Regions from separate parts of the Rattus norvegicus genome. Here all the other regions are linked to region 1. Evidence: chromatin contacts called from public Hi-C data. All regions are on one chromosome and are shown on one strand. Each heading gives the region's core, a stretch centred on a gene start, on an enhancer-like site or on the middle of the called end of the contact. The rest is flanking DNA. Distances are from core to core; before and after follow the strand shown. Region 1 overlaps Rad51b (RAD51 paralog B). Region 2 overlaps LOC102546647 (a long non-coding RNA gene). Region 3 overlaps Rad51b (RAD51 paralog B).

The links. Hi-C and Micro-C count contacts between places; a contact is called where the count stands out from the background.
Region 2: a contact with region 1 is called in a Hi-C map of liver, with 3 times the contacts expected there. The contact joins two enhancer-like sites. A contact is called at or near these places in 6 of 12 Hi-C or Micro-C datasets (the A7r5 cell line, the Rat2 cell line, Schwann cells and 3 more).
Region 3: a contact with region 1 is called in a Hi-C map of liver, with 2.4 times the contacts expected there. The contact joins two enhancer-like sites. A contact is called at or near these places in 3 of 12 Hi-C or Micro-C datasets (hepatocytes, liver and mammary epithelial cells).

The regions. Positions count from the first base shown.
Region 1 is chr6:104,166,050-104,170,864 of GRCr8, reverse strand. The region is part of intron 7 of Rad51b (RAD51 paralog B); the gene reads right to left. Among named protein-coding and RNA genes, the nearest start is that of Atp5pdl1, 260 kb to the left of the region's middle. Within about 2 kb of position 2,479, at least 20 of the 93 cell types and tissues checked have an H3K27ac peak or open chromatin away from gene starts, as enhancers often do. A contact at or near this core is called in liver, where this site is marked.
Region 2 is chr6:104,415,947-104,420,761 of GRCr8, reverse strand. All of the region lies in intron 1 of LOC102546647 (a long non-coding RNA gene), which reads left to right. Among named protein-coding and RNA genes, the nearest start is that of Atp5pdl1, 12 kb to the left of the region's middle. Within about 2 kb of position 2,646, at least 32 of the 93 cell types and tissues checked have an H3K27ac peak or open chromatin away from gene starts, as enhancers often do. A contact at or near this core is called in liver, where this site is marked.
Region 3 is chr6:104,370,527-104,375,341 of GRCr8, reverse strand. Rad51b (RAD51 paralog B) reads right to left here. Exons shown (of 11, transcript NM_001399175.1): 11 at 1,419-1,861. The coding sequence ends at 1,845. Among named protein-coding and RNA genes, the nearest start is that of Atp5pdl1, 57 kb to the left of the region's middle. Within about 2 kb of position 2,816, at least 4 of the 93 cell types and tissues checked have an H3K27ac peak or open chromatin away from gene starts, as enhancers often do. A contact at or near this core is called in liver, where this site is marked.

The sequences.
Region 1 (4,815 bases), core at 1,230-3,729:
GTAGTCACTGGCTTTTTTATGCTAAAAATCAAGGCAAGCTGATCCTTAACAGCTTGTGTCTACTCGAGTGGTGGAAGTGCTGCTATCCCAGGATGCAGTGCTTGCTGGGGCAGCCATTGTGCTTTTCCCATATTACATCTCCCCAGCAAATGCCTCCTGACCCCCAGCTCCTTCCTCCCCCCACCCCCGCCGTGGGATCTCAGCCCCTCAGTCCCTGTCCTGAGCTGTCACTCAGAAGCATGAGGCCTTCAGTGAATTAGTGCATTAGTGCTGGTGTCCTTAGACTGTGAACAGCTCAGCAACACTCAACGGGCCTGTACCTGGAGGACTTGGAGGGCAGGGTGGGGAGCCTATTTCGAGTATGTTTTTTCTTCCTGTGGAGAAAAATACTAAGGCCACCACCACTGTGTTGTTCAGTGTGGAAATACAAAGGCAGAGAACTCTGCAGTATTTGAAAACATTTCACTAAAGGAACTGACCGATTTCTGGTTTATTTCCCTGAAACAGTAAGCTATGTAGTTCTACGTCTCAGACATTGTAGAAAACTACACCCCTTGACATTGAAACAAATACAGAGACAAGCTGTGACTATTTTCACCCTCCCTCCAGTTCCCAAACTTTAAAGCGTGATCCACATAGCGAAGACCCCCATAAAGACCCACTGCACGTTTGCTGCGGTTCTAAGGGCAGAAGAAACCAATTAATTGGAAAAGTGTGAAAATAAGATGTGCCCTTCCAGCGGGAGGGTGGGATAAAAGAAATGACCAACAAGAGACAAAATAATCATAAATTAATCATTCAAAATGGGTGCAAAATACTGGAATGGGGCAAGGCCCGGCTGTAGGTTGGTCTGTGCCTGGGGCTATTCTGTACAGCACTCTAGCAAAGACAGCTCAAGAGCAGCTATTAGAGGAAACAATAAAGAAGCCCCTCCCCCTGGAAATTTGATCTCTGCTTTGGAATTTTTATGACATTTCTTTCTTAGGGAAGGAGAAGGTCTCACCACCCTCTCCCAGCTTCAAAGCCTTGCTGTGGTGGTGGCCTGCAATTAATACCCTTGGCCTGCTTTATGTGTGTTGTTTGAGGTATTCTCAAAAGTCAGATCGCTGAACTTAATGAAAGAATCATAAGTCCATTAGGTAACGGAATAAACGGAACACTTGGGGCCTTCATCTACAGGATAATCCCGTAGACAAGTCACGTTGGCCATATTCACAAGGCCCTTCCATGTTGCCAATGTTGTATGTGCAAAATTAGGGTTTTATCAAGACCCTTAGCTGAAAACTGAAAAATGCCATGGGTTCCCCAGTTGGGCAATGGTAGGCTGTAAGTAGGCCGTGATGTACAAAGTGACTTTAGTTCTTGTACAAAGACACTTGGTTCTCGGTATTATGCAACCAGTCAGTTCCTGAAAAGTTGAGACTTAAATGTTCTTCTTCTTCTTCTTTTTTTTTTTTTTTGTAAATTCTCATAGATGGAATCATTAACAATTCACATCAGGAACTCAGTACTCACCGTTTAATGAAATCTGATTGTGGTTTCAGCTGTGAGTAAAGAACGCTTTGTAATTAAAATGAAATCTTTCTGTTTGATCAATCTTCTACATTCAGACTTGGTTTTACTGGAGTCTCAAGGCAGGTACTCTCAGAGTGCTACCCTCACTTGGTACGCAATGTTTTGTTTTAATGGTGTTCCTTCTTTCTTAGAAAAAAAAATCCAAAGATCCAGAGAAGTATTTCTGTAACCGAAGTTCGTGCTCTTCACAACATGAAAGGACACAACTTGTACTAGAGCTTTATTCAGCTTACTGTGGCCTGTGGCCTGCGGCCTGTGGCGTGCAAGGCATCCAGGGTAGCAGACCCTGGTAAACTATTAGGTAAGAAAACAAAAACAAAAACTGGGAACCAAGTCTCATCCACATACAGCAGCTCTCCCTGTCCAGCGATACAGCACAATCAAGATGGCGCTGTGCCAGCAAAACAAAAATCTCATTTTGTCATTGTTCTGTTTGTTTGCTTTTGTGATCTTTAGTGTATTTGAGTTAGTGGGGACAGTAATCTTTAGGGTAATGAGTTAGTGGTACTGTGATCTTTAGGCTCAATCTGCTGTCCCTCTGAGAAATATCTAATTAACTCAAGGGAAGGTCTTACCTTCAGACACCCATGACCCAGATGACATGCCAAGGCAAGGGTGCCAGCACCACTGCGTGCACCCATCACAGTCTGCCTTTCGAAGCAGCTGCTGGCAGGTGGTGTCTGCCCTCTGCTACCAGCATGCAATGGGGCAGAAAAATTAAACTGCAAGTGGGCTGAGGGAATAAAGGAAGAAGGAAATTTAAAGACAGTATCTTGGAAGCATATGTTTCAGAATCACTTCGGCCAGTTCCCTGTCAAGAAAATATCAGCCAGGTTGGTTAGCCTAATCTCCCCAGCCACAGATGTCTAGGTTCACCACAGCAGTCCCTGGGATCCCGCCAGTGGTGTGGCCATCCTGCCACCTAGCGATCCACGTGAAAGTAAGCAGCATGTCTTGGCAACACATGCTGGGTTTCAGGAGAGCCATAAACTTTTCTAAGTTCCCCACCCCTTGTTTTTCTTTCTAAAAAAATGAAGGTCATTCAACACTGGCAGCCTGGTGAGACACTGCCAATTAACCCCGACGGCCCCTCTCATCTGAAGGCGACGCGAAGAGCACTGGATCTGAAGTTAGGACATGGAGGAGAAAGGAATAACAACTCTACTTCGGTGATTTGAAAAGGTCCATTCCCTCCACATATGGTAAATGGTGGATATGGCAGCATTGTCTGGAACTGGGCAGAAAAAGTATACACATTGCAGGAGATGAAGAAAGGGAACTGCATTTTAAAACACCATTTTAGCAATGAATGCGTGCTGGGGCCATGAGATAAGCTGTGGGCTGGGCCTGCACGTCTGGGCAGGAGCCTGCTCAGTAACTTGCTAGCAGTGTGGTTAAATCTCACACAGCTTCCCGCTTGGGTTCTGTTTTCTGGGAAACAGCTGTATTTAGATGTGTTTTTCCTACTTCCACAAAGCTGCCTTGAGGATCTGTTCAAAATGTATGTGGGGGGCACTTTGTGCAAAATTTCTGCAGGCTAGAATTATCACTCTAGGTTAAAAGTAGAGTGTTCCAAATACGTTTCTTTAAAATTATGCTTTATTGAGGATGCCAAGCCTACCTTGTCAAGCCACTCCAATGTCTTAGATATTCACAATTTTTCTTTTTCCAAGACAGGGTTTCTCTGTATAGCTCTGGCTGTCCTGGAACTTTCTCTGTAGCCCCGGCTGGCCTCAAACTCATAGAAATCTGCCTGACTCTGCCTTTCTAGTGCTGGGATTAAAGGTGTGCACCACCACTGTCTCGCCCACAAGCAACAAGACTAAATTCCTCTGTGAAGGACAGAGCTCACATCATGGTGACAAACCAGGCATGAGAAGACAGGGCTTTTCTTTGCTGTTCCTGAACTAACTTTCTGTGTAACTTCAGGAAAAGCCACATCGCTGCCCTCAGCTGGAGTTTGCAAATGCACAGAAAAGACAGATGTAGAGTGAACAGCCACCTCCCGTCAGTTCTAAGATTAAAAAAAAAAAAAAAAAGTGGCTTGCTTTTGATATCCACTCTTTCTCTTCAACGAAACACTCTTGAGGATCCAGTGGGATTTCTTTGAAAGCTTAAGCTCGTCACAAACCGATACAATGTAATTTTTCAGAAAATTCCTAAAAACTGTAGGATAGACAATACAGCCTTAGGAAGAAGGAGGTGGTCACTGAAGTACGGTCCTGTTAGTGTCCATATCGGAACATCCCTGAGCTGCTCACATATGTCTGTGGCCTGAAACAGCTCACCAAGCTACCCACCTGGGCTTCCATGTCCACAATAAATGTTATTTCTTCCACATAGCTCTGAAAATACCCCTGCTCTTTTTGGTAATGCTTTTTAGCAATGTCAAGAAAAGAATTTTACTGATCCAGATTTCTTCTCTGCCTAAAACATGTCAACACGACTTAGGAAGACAGTAACAAGCGCCCGCTGACGTGAACTGCAGACAAGAGTTCCACTGAAGAGTGGTCACGCCTGGAACACGACCGCCTGGGCAGGACACGACTCACAGCCACCTCAGGCTCATGGGCTTTTTCTCCATGGAAGGCAACTTGCTTCGAACGTCCAGCTTTTCCATCCTTTGGGAGTATGCCAGGATTTAGGTTTATGAAACACTGTTTAGTTTTGCTTGGTATCCCTGGCTGCCATGTTGTGTACCTCACACAAGCACACTGGTCCCAGAGGATCTAGCCCTCACTTTCCCTCCTCTGCTAGACCATCCATCCCTTATGACAAATGGACTTTTCTCCAGTCTTTCTAACAATTGGCCAGAAGCCATGAAGACAGGGTTAACCAAGGTTTGTATCAATCTTCCCCTACTAGCCAAACAGAGCGGGAAGTCTCACTGGGGTGCTACACTGCTTTATCTCCCTCAGGACACAATCTGCCCAGGGAGGCAGGGCCCATTGGGTGCTCCTGCAAGCAAACATTTTCCTGGAGGAAGTTCAGGGGTATACTTGCCCCAGACCAGACCAAATACACATGAAACTTTAAACTCTACAGAGCTTTTTAAAATGAGGGGCCTTGCCTTTCTGTGGCTTACAATAACACTGAAGGCTTGTTGTATCTCATTCATTTTGGCTGTTTTCCAGAGCAGCTGAGAAACTGGAAATAAGCACACTGCTGTCCAGCCACTTCTCTTGTCACACAGCACCTCCCCATCCCTGACGCCCAGTACTTTTCACACAGAAAAACAGT
Region 2 (4,815 bases), core at 1,397-3,896, 250 kb before region 1:
TTTCTCATCATATGACACATGGATTAGGGTGGTGACATCATTGGACAGTCATTACTCTGCCTAGCACAGGCCTCAAAAGAAAAAAAAATCCAAGACCCCCTTCTCTTAGTTTGGGATTCATTGCTGTGAAGAGAAACCATGACCAAGGCAACTCTTATAAAGGACAACATTTAATTGGGGCTGGCTTAATTGGGGCTCAGTCCATTATCATCATGGTGGGAGGCATGGCATCATGCAGGCAGACATGGTGCTGGAGAAGAAGCTGAGTGTTCTACATCTTGATCTGAAAGCAGCAAGGAGGGAGGTCTGGATCCCACTGGCAGGATTATGAGACCTCAAAGCCCCACCTCCACAGTGATACACTTCCTCCAATAAGGCCACACCTCCTCCAATAAGGCCACACCTTCTAGTAGCATAGGCCAAGCTACTTTTATGGTACTCTTGGTCTAGTAGAGAAAAGGCTAAATAAGGGGTGACCTCTGCCAGGCATATTGGGAACCTGCTTCCGAGAAAACATTGGGAAAGCATGTTTCAGTGTCTTACTGTGGGCAACTCGTAATCCTCCCGCCTCAGTATCCAAGTGCTGGTATTACAGGGGTGTGCCACCACACCTGGCACATGATTTGCTCCAAAGAGCCATAGGCATGCCCTCTTCCCCATCCTGTGTCGCCATTGCTGTTGTCTTTGTCATCTTGATCTTTTTACTTTGTGTGGTGAGGACCAAAACCAGGGCCTCAGGCTTCGGTAGACCCGCACTGCACTGCTGAAGACAGCCCTAGGCTTTGCACTTGTATCTTGAAAAACTGGAACCCCCCCAAGACTAGAACTGCAATGTGTCTGGTCCTCGTTCTAACCTAGTAAAGGAGGGCCTTCTGTGTGACCTGGCTGACAGAATCTGGATTCCTCCTGAACAATGACCACGTGAAACAGAAGAAAAGATGAATGTCCTCCACGGTTAATGCAGTTCTGAACTCTAGAACGTTCCCTAAACTGTGTGTCTTGGATCAGCTAGGAACTCTACTTAAAGCCAGCTTTAGCCTATGGGGCCATTCACCTACAACCAGAGCAGTGGATCCTCTCAGTCCTCTCCCTTCATCCTGACACATTCCTGTGAGGAGTGAGGATCGAGAAGGCCCCTGATTTGTCTCAGACAGGGTTTATTGGGGGGGGGGTGTCCATATATTTTTCTTTCTACTAGTCTGCTTTGCTCATCTCTCAGTGTTGCTCTGTGGGAGCCTTAAAGGGTTTAATTTTAAAACCAAAGCCTATTTTAGAACTTGGGTATGTCTAAGTCCCTTTTGGATCATGACAGCTGCTCTCTGTGGACCCCTCACTCCACGTGTCCTTGGCCAGGTTGTTGACCTTTCTCTGTCCCCTTCCCATCTGCAGCAAGGCTAATCACAGCACTTCCCATTTAGGGCCGGAGGGAGCAGAGGGCGTACCAGGCAACAACCCAAGAATAGAAAGCCATGAATATCTTAGCTACCATTCTTATCCAAAAAGGAGGTGCAGCATGAACCTCCTCTCCCAACCACAGAACAGTCTATTTTGTTTTTGTTTTTTGTTTGTTTTCTTTAATTTAGTTCTTATACAGGGACTCACTCTATAGCCTTGGCTGGTCCTGAACCTACTTTGTAGACCAGGCTGGCCTTGTACTCAGAGAGATCCATCTGCCTCTGCCTCTGAAGCACTGTGATTAAAAGCATTTACCACTGTGTTGGGCAGACCCAGCCTTGCATACCACCAGAATGTCGCATTTATACCATTTTTAAGCAATGTGTCATCTTGTTCTTTCTATAGGAATATTATTCCTTCAAGGACCATTTCTTACAGTAGACGGCAGACATGAAGGCATAGGAAATGGGTGGATGACAGGCAAATGGAGAACTTGGCACTCATGCCAAGAGCAAAATCAAAGCTGCCTGCTCAGGCCGAGTTAGGAACGTTGGCTATTTGGTGCCTATTGCTTGCTTACCCAGATCCTAACCCAAACTCAAACTGGAACTTCCTGGATGGCGCCACCTTGCCCTGACAGGCAGTCTGAATTTATTAACTCAAATTATCTCCCAGGCAACCCCTGGCCAGATCCTCTTTAACCTGGGTTTCAACCTTTCATGCTCCAACTCACTGGCCTGCACTGTCACAGCTTTGAATGGGACTGTCTTTGAGTTCCATAAAGAAGTACTTCCCCCAGATCCCACGCCACCCAAAGGCCATTTGTAACCTTCATGGAGGGTATCTTGGTTTCCACTGGCAGCAATGGTTACTCAAGCTGCCTCTGAGCCACCAGAAGAGATCCAGAGCCAGAAGACCTTGACGCTCAGTGGTACACGCATGCGCAGGAGACCTTGCCGATCAGCGGTACACTCACGCGCAGACCCCTCCAAGGTGCATCCCTGCAGAAGAGCTCTCTGTGAGCTCGCTTTGTACACTAGAGTCTCTGCTTGAGGAAAAGCCTTGGACATCGAGTTAGGAAAGCTGTCAGAGACTGTTTTGCACAACATCAAACACATTCCAGGCCTTATCTAATCAGGGAGCCTTCTCCGACAGCCATGCAGAGGCTGTTCCTGCAAAACATTCCCCAGGCAGGGCGAGGGCCCTGATTCTAAAGGCAAAGTAATGGCTCTTTTGGCACAAGCAAAGTTTGGCTGGCAGCTGGAGCTTTGAGGTGACCTCTGACCCTCTCCCACAGTTCCTCCCAAGTCGAGCTGCACCATTCTAAGCCACCCTCAAATCCCAGGCTCTAATTGGCTCTGGTTTGTTTTGCTTTTCTCTTCTGTCCAGTGCTTCAAAAGGCATTTCAATAATTGTTTGAGGCACGAAAAAGGCAGGGTTCAGCTTTCCTAACTGGAATTGGAGGTAATTACTGTCTTCCATGTGCGAGTCGGTACATGCTGCAAATCACGTGGCTCTGGGTTGCTCTACGGCGGGTGGCCAGGCCTCTGAGCTACAGGGAGGATTATAGAACTTCGCAAAGGTTCTGCTTCAGAGAGAGAAGAAGCCACGCATCTCAGAAGTGCTAGAGGAATTGTCTATATTCTGCAGTCCCCTCAAGACTGCCCAAGAGGTTTGGTCTGAAGAGACTATGACTTCAGTTCTGCCCTGGAAGTTTGGGATTTGCTTTTTTATTTTGTTTTCTCTCAAGAGACAGAAACTGGCCCCACACATAACTCTTTTCTTGTTTGAAATCAGTAACCTTGGGCTCCACCTAGGCTGCCCGACCTCAGAACGGAACTCAACACAGTAAGGCTAAGACCCGCCTCAAAGAACCAGAAGAAGGATTCGTTTTGTGCATTCAAAACAGCAAACCCAAATGTGGAGAGTCTCTGGATGGCTCCGCATGTGGACCTGGAGCACCTCGTTTAATCGATCAGCTGACTCACAGGACCTCACCCACGCAGTGAGAGCAGTAACTAATCCAACCTCAGAGAGTGTGTGGGGTCCACATGGGGTTAGCCCACGTGAAGTGCCTGTTTGGGACCTGTGTATACCAAATGTTCAATAAGTGTTAGATGACGTTCAATGTCAGGGCTCCTTCTGCTGCAGTCAGTCTGAACAGGGTCGAGGAAGAGCAGCTGGGAAACAGTATAAGGAAGCAGGGAGGCAGAGGGTGCCAGCCCCAATCCGGTGTCTTTCCTCTCAAGGGATTTGTCTTAAATATCTGAAGTTGCCTGAGATCCATGTTGGAGACTTCCTACTGCCTCTGTTCCCTTGGGTATTTCAAGAAACGTGAACTAGCTATGCTTCCTTAGCTCCTCCCTGCTTAGAAGCGCCGAGAAGCAATGGGTTTAGGTTGGAATAGAGACTGAAGAAGGAAGAGAAAGGTGATCTGTTCAAATTCTGAGACTCTGAAATTGCTGGTCTGGCTTGTGGGAAGACAGGAGACAGGACTCAGATGTATCCTAGGGCCCTGGGTGATCCAGGGAGCTACCTCAGTCTCAGCCTGGCTCTCATTCGGCATCCTGAATGATCTTATCCAGGCGGAGGGCTGCTGTCCTCACTGTGCCGCTGGCCCTTCCCTTTCCAATGTCCTCCTCAGAGCTCTCCATCTCCTCTCACCTCGACCCCAGGTCCTTAAAACCAATCAAACCCCACATCACAGCAAGGACTCCGTGGAAACTCCCTCTGAGCAGATGACCTTTGCGGGCCGCACACCTTCCTTTCATAGTCCCAAAGACAATGCACAGGCACACCCTTATCTGTGTATTTGTCTCCTATCTACTTCTAGATAAACTAAAGTTCATGTGAATGAGGCCAAGTTTCTCTGTCCTTTTTTTTCTTTAACGCAGATGACTGTTGCGTGTGAGCTTTCCTTATTCTGTTTATGTAGATCTGAGTGATCTGGTAGGTCCGTGTATTTACTGAATGAATGACTTCTTTCTCTGTCTGTCTCCCTCCTTCCCTCCCCTCCCTCTCTGTGTGGTTACGGTGCTGGGAATTGAACTCAGGATCTTGATCACATTAGGCAAATGCTCTACCACAAGCTATATTCTCAGCCCTGAATCCATGATTTCAAAGCAGAGATGGTTTATGCAGTCAGGAAGAGTTTCTGGACACAGAGAGAGACTAGAAAACACTTGAGATCACATCTTGTTTTTCTCAAGTGGGGCCATTTGGCTTTGTCTGCCTTGTATTTGATGAAGCTTCATGTTTAATAACAGCCCTGAATTGTTAGGATAAACACACCAGGCACAATCATGAACAAGCTGCAAGCTTAAATGCCTGAAACAGGGTGTGTCTACAGTGTATGCACAAACATGGTTGACTCTCTGTTATCCACTCCAGCACATAATCTAATAGCCGGTAATCTAATAG
Region 3 (4,815 bases), core at 1,567-4,066, 200 kb before region 1:
CACGCCTGCTGGCTCCTCAGGAACTCAGCTCCAGCACAGCAAGACACCTCGACATCATCCACCACGAGACTCCGTCCTATTTTGTTGTAAGGTTATTAGAATGAGTGTTCTTGTGATTCACTTACTGAGGGGAGCATATGTTCTGTTATTTTATTTTGTTGGTTTTTTTTTAAGATTTGTTTATTTTATGGAGGTGAGCACACTGTCCCTCTCTTCTGACACACCAGAAGAGGGCAACAGATCCCATTATAGACTATTGTGAGCCACCATGTGGCTGCTGAGAATTGAACTCAGGACCTCTGGAAGAGCAGTCAGTGTTAAGCACTGAGCCACCTCTCCAGCCCTTCTTTATACTGTTATAGGCTCAGCAATTCCTACTGTTTAGGCAGAGGCAGTCTTTCACCACTCGCCCCTCGGTTTTTGCATAGCACTCTTTTGGGCAGCAACAGGAGGCAGGGAATGAGATATACTCCATACACTAGCTCCTGTGACATTTAAAATCCCCCAAGGGAGAGCAGGCACAAAGTGAGTCTACACTTTGGGGTCACTAACAACTTAGATGACAGGTTGCCAGAGACTGGAAAGTTTGTTGTTAACATTTTTTTATAGCTGGATATAGTGGTGTATCCCTTTAATCCCAGTACTCAGGAAGAAGGGGTTCAGACTGCTTGATCTATACAGTGAGTTTCAGGCCAGGGTGCTACAGTGAGTGTAGAAAGACCATGTCTTAATAAAATAATTTTATCATTATCCTTTTTTTCTTTCTCTCTTTTTGGGGGGGGGGTATGTGCAATGTGTATGTGTAGAGAGAGGTCAGAGGACAACCTTGGGGAATTGGCTCTTTCCTTCTGACGTGTGGGTTCTGGGTATCAAATTCAGGTCATCGGGCTTAGTGGCAAGTGTCCTTACCAGCTGAGCCACCTTGCCAGCCCTGGGGAGATTCAAACTTTGACTTTGAAGGGGCTTAAGTCCCCAAACATTGCACTGAACCAGCTCAATCTAATACTTCAGCTAGGAGCCTCAGGGCAGTGGGAACTGGTGGGCTGGACGTCCAAGGGAAGGGACTGAATTACCCCATGGGCCACCAATTGATTTATTTGCTAATTGAGTGGTCCAGCTTTGGGTTTCAGCTCTAAAGAAATCTCTTCATCCTTTATTAAATACTGCAAGACTCTCACTCTTTGTTCTGCAAGGCTATGTACAATATAGCAGTGGAACGTGGATTTATACTTACAATAGTCACGCCACTAGTGACCTTCCAAACAACACTAGTACCATGTGCTCCCTGCTTCCAAGTGGGGTCTGAGCCTGTCGGTGAGTCCTGAGGCCATCGACCTCCCTCTGACCTGAGGGCAGACCCCCACATCCATGGCTGCCTTCATGGTTTCAATATTTCACTTGTGAATCAGTTACCCCGGTTCTTTGTACACCTATTCTTTTTATTTGCTGGACAATACTTTATTCGGAAATGTTCCCTTTTGTAATTACAAATCTTGTTAGTCCCCCTCCTCCTCTCCCTAGGGGGATTGTGGGTTTTAATTAATTAATGTGGCTAAACCGCTTTGAGGTGCATGGTTGAAAGGTGCTGTGTAAGTGCAAATTATTATTATGGCTGCTGACATCCCACGGTGGTGGAGCCGCTAGCCTCCACATCTAGAGACCGGACAAAGGCTTCTTCATCTTCACCTTCCCTTCCAGGTCTGAAATCACTGTTACCATCTCAACAGCAATCAGCCAATTAATCCTCATTATGTTGGCTTCCGTTTCCTTTTTTCCAAGCAGCACAGTCCTGTTTCATTTCACAAATCACATCCCATCAGCACTAGACAAAGGTCACAGTATCCCTATGGCCTTTCTTGGCCTAAAAGGAGAAAGAAAGGGGTTGGGGGGAGAAGAAAAAGAAAGGGAAAGTTAAAAGAAAATGTTGTCATGAAATGCACTAGCTTCCCACTAGTAACCTAAACAAAGCTGTCCCTGCTTCCGCCCTCCCCTCCCACAGAGCCAACCATTGCACGCCCCAGAGATATCCAGAAATGGCCCAGTCAGGGTTAAGGTCCAGCAACTCTGGCTTTGACTGCCGAGAACCACAGACAAAAGGGGAAGTCTATCTGCACTAGGTGGGGCAGGATCATCCAAAGACACAGGAGACCCTCTTTGGCTTTGGTACCCCCAAGTTTCTCCTGAGAAAGTCAGCTGCCTTCTGTGGCCCCAGGAAACCCTCACAAAGGCCTGAGCGTGATTTAGACGTTGTATGTTACACCTAGCCCACCACAGCCCTTAACAAATGCTCAGGACTTCCACTGTGATGATAACCATTGAAAGCAGCCCCGTAGGGGAGACTTGGCCTCTCATAGGGACGCTGCTGACCAAAACACTCCTTACAAGGTTGTGCCTCAGGCCCTTTGTTAGAGTGGTTGCGGGCAAGCCTCAGGGGGTCCTGTCTTCATCTGCCTCCATTTATCCTCCCTATTGAAGGGCTCCTTCAGGACATTGGTCAGTCTCTGTGGGAAATGATTTGAAGAGCAACAAAAGAATTTAGGCCCTTTGAGGGGGGGGGGTCTTCAGAATTCAGTAAACATCTGGAGTGGAAGGCCAGGTTCTCAAGCACTCTAGCTGGGGAGGTGTCAGAAGAGAGAAAGAGCCCTGTGCGCAAGGCCAGAGCACTTAGTTCTTTGCTGACAGTTGTTGTCCAGAGGCACAGAGGCCTCAGGAGGTCGATGGAAAAATTTTCAATAGCTGCTCCCCTATTTGTCCGTGAGCGCTGTTCACTCTCTGCGGGTTCCAGGGCGCTTGGGAGGAAATGGGAGTTTCGCATGGTCAGTGAGCAGTGGGTGAGGGACGGGCTGATTCGGTATGAATTGTGAAAGAAAGCAAGGTTGTGTAAGCCTGTCCGGGTAGCGGCTCAGCATTTCTGTCACCCTTGAGGTTTGTAAAGCAAGGTGACTTACTGGATTCTCAAGGCGAAGACGAAGACGCTTTAATTGATGAATTCAATGAAAAAACAGAAAGAAAGAGGAGGAGGAAGCGTGAAGCGATTTGCATTTCATCACATGGGTGAGAGTCAGGACCTGAACTCTTGACTCTCAATGTTCCTTTATTGTTGAATCAATCCATTTAGAACACATTAGTCAGCATGATTCAACATTTGTCACTAATCAGCGTGAGTGCTAGAACGAACCAGCATTCCCCAGAGTCTCCAAATCTATTCTCAAACGGCAAAAGAAACTGGCCCCTGTCGAGGACAATGGGATTCACCAGCTGAATCCAGTTCAAGTCCCACAGGCTCTCAGGCGCCTTGCCTAGTCATCTGAAGCTAGAAAGACTCTCTCTCTTTCCCCCTTTCAAGCCCCACTGGTCAAACCTGTGCAACAGGTGTCAGTTTGTTTTTGATTAAATTTATCTAACTACATCTTCTCTTGAGCTAAAAAGAGGGGACTTTTCTCCCCTCCCCCACGTCCTCCTCTGCATCAGGAGCACCTAGCTTTGTAAACAATAGGTGTTCAGCTAGCATGCTCTGAACCGAACTAACCACTGCAGAACTTAAATCATACTCGGGGAAGAACGGCGAGTCCTTTCGGAAGGGATTTTTGAAGAAAATCAACAATCTGAATTGATTTAACATCTTTGGGTATTATTACCTGGGCATCTTAACAAATGCAAATGATGAACTCAGTGAATGACTTCCAGATTCTACCCGAGGAGCACACTGCCAGCCTAAGTATAGTCCAGGTCTTAGAAGAAAGGCTTTTCTTCTCTAGCCGTCTTTCAACTAATGGTTTGTTCGAAGTTTAAAGAAAACCAAAGTGTTTAGTCTGTGACTTTGGACTCAAGTTCATTCTCTAGTTTCTTCCTTCCATACTAGTTAAAACACATACTGAAGTTTCTGTTTAAAAGACTGGGGCGGGGTTGGGACGGGATTCTTGGTAGAGTAGCAGACTGTTGTGTCTTAGCCTGCTGTAGTCTCTGAAACCAACGAGAGACGGAAGTTTTGGTAATTCAGTTTATATGTTGCACTTCAGGCTGTGAGAGCCCTAGGATCTGTACTGTTGTACCCTCAGTCTCTGTAACTGGCCTCTGAAGGGGGGTGTCCTTGAAACACCTTTCTATCCTAGTAGTAGAGCCCCCCTCATCTGCTTGGGCACACGACTACTCAGACTATTAACATGTTCAGATGTTCTTGTCGAGCATTTCATCGATGGCGTGGCCCACATCATATAAGCAGAAATAAAGTGTGCAGCTTCTGGGTAATTGTCCTTGAAGGAAGAAGAATGTGTTCCCTCTCGTCTCACCAATTATTCATCAAACTCAAATCTTGCTGTTGGTGGAGGATGTGATGCTGAGCTGGGCCAAGACAACAATGGCCGTATCAGCCAATAGACTAGGTCCCTGAACAAACATGCCGGCCTCAAGCTGCATTCCTCCACAGTGCTGTGTGAGAAAGCAGGAGTCCTCTGAGCTGTGCAGCACTGTTTAATGTAGGGGTTATACCCAGTGAAGTTACTGTCCAACTGCCCTTGAGAATTTCTCAAGGGATCATTAGATCAGTATGACTGATGTATCTTTATCTTAGGATATCAAGATGTAAGATTTATGCTGGCCTGAAGTTTATCCACAGAGGTCCAGCACCTGAGAGCTAAGTGGCTACAGGGCTTGTTGTGGCAGGGGAGGGCCCGAAGGCATGAGTTTCCTAAGCCTTGGGCCCAGGCTGGATGCTTGGAAAGGGCTCCAAACCCACTCTGGGGGCGGTGGTTGTACTTCACCTGTTGGATCCCCTTCCTTACCCGAAGAAGAAAGGGGTGGGTCAGACTCCAAGGT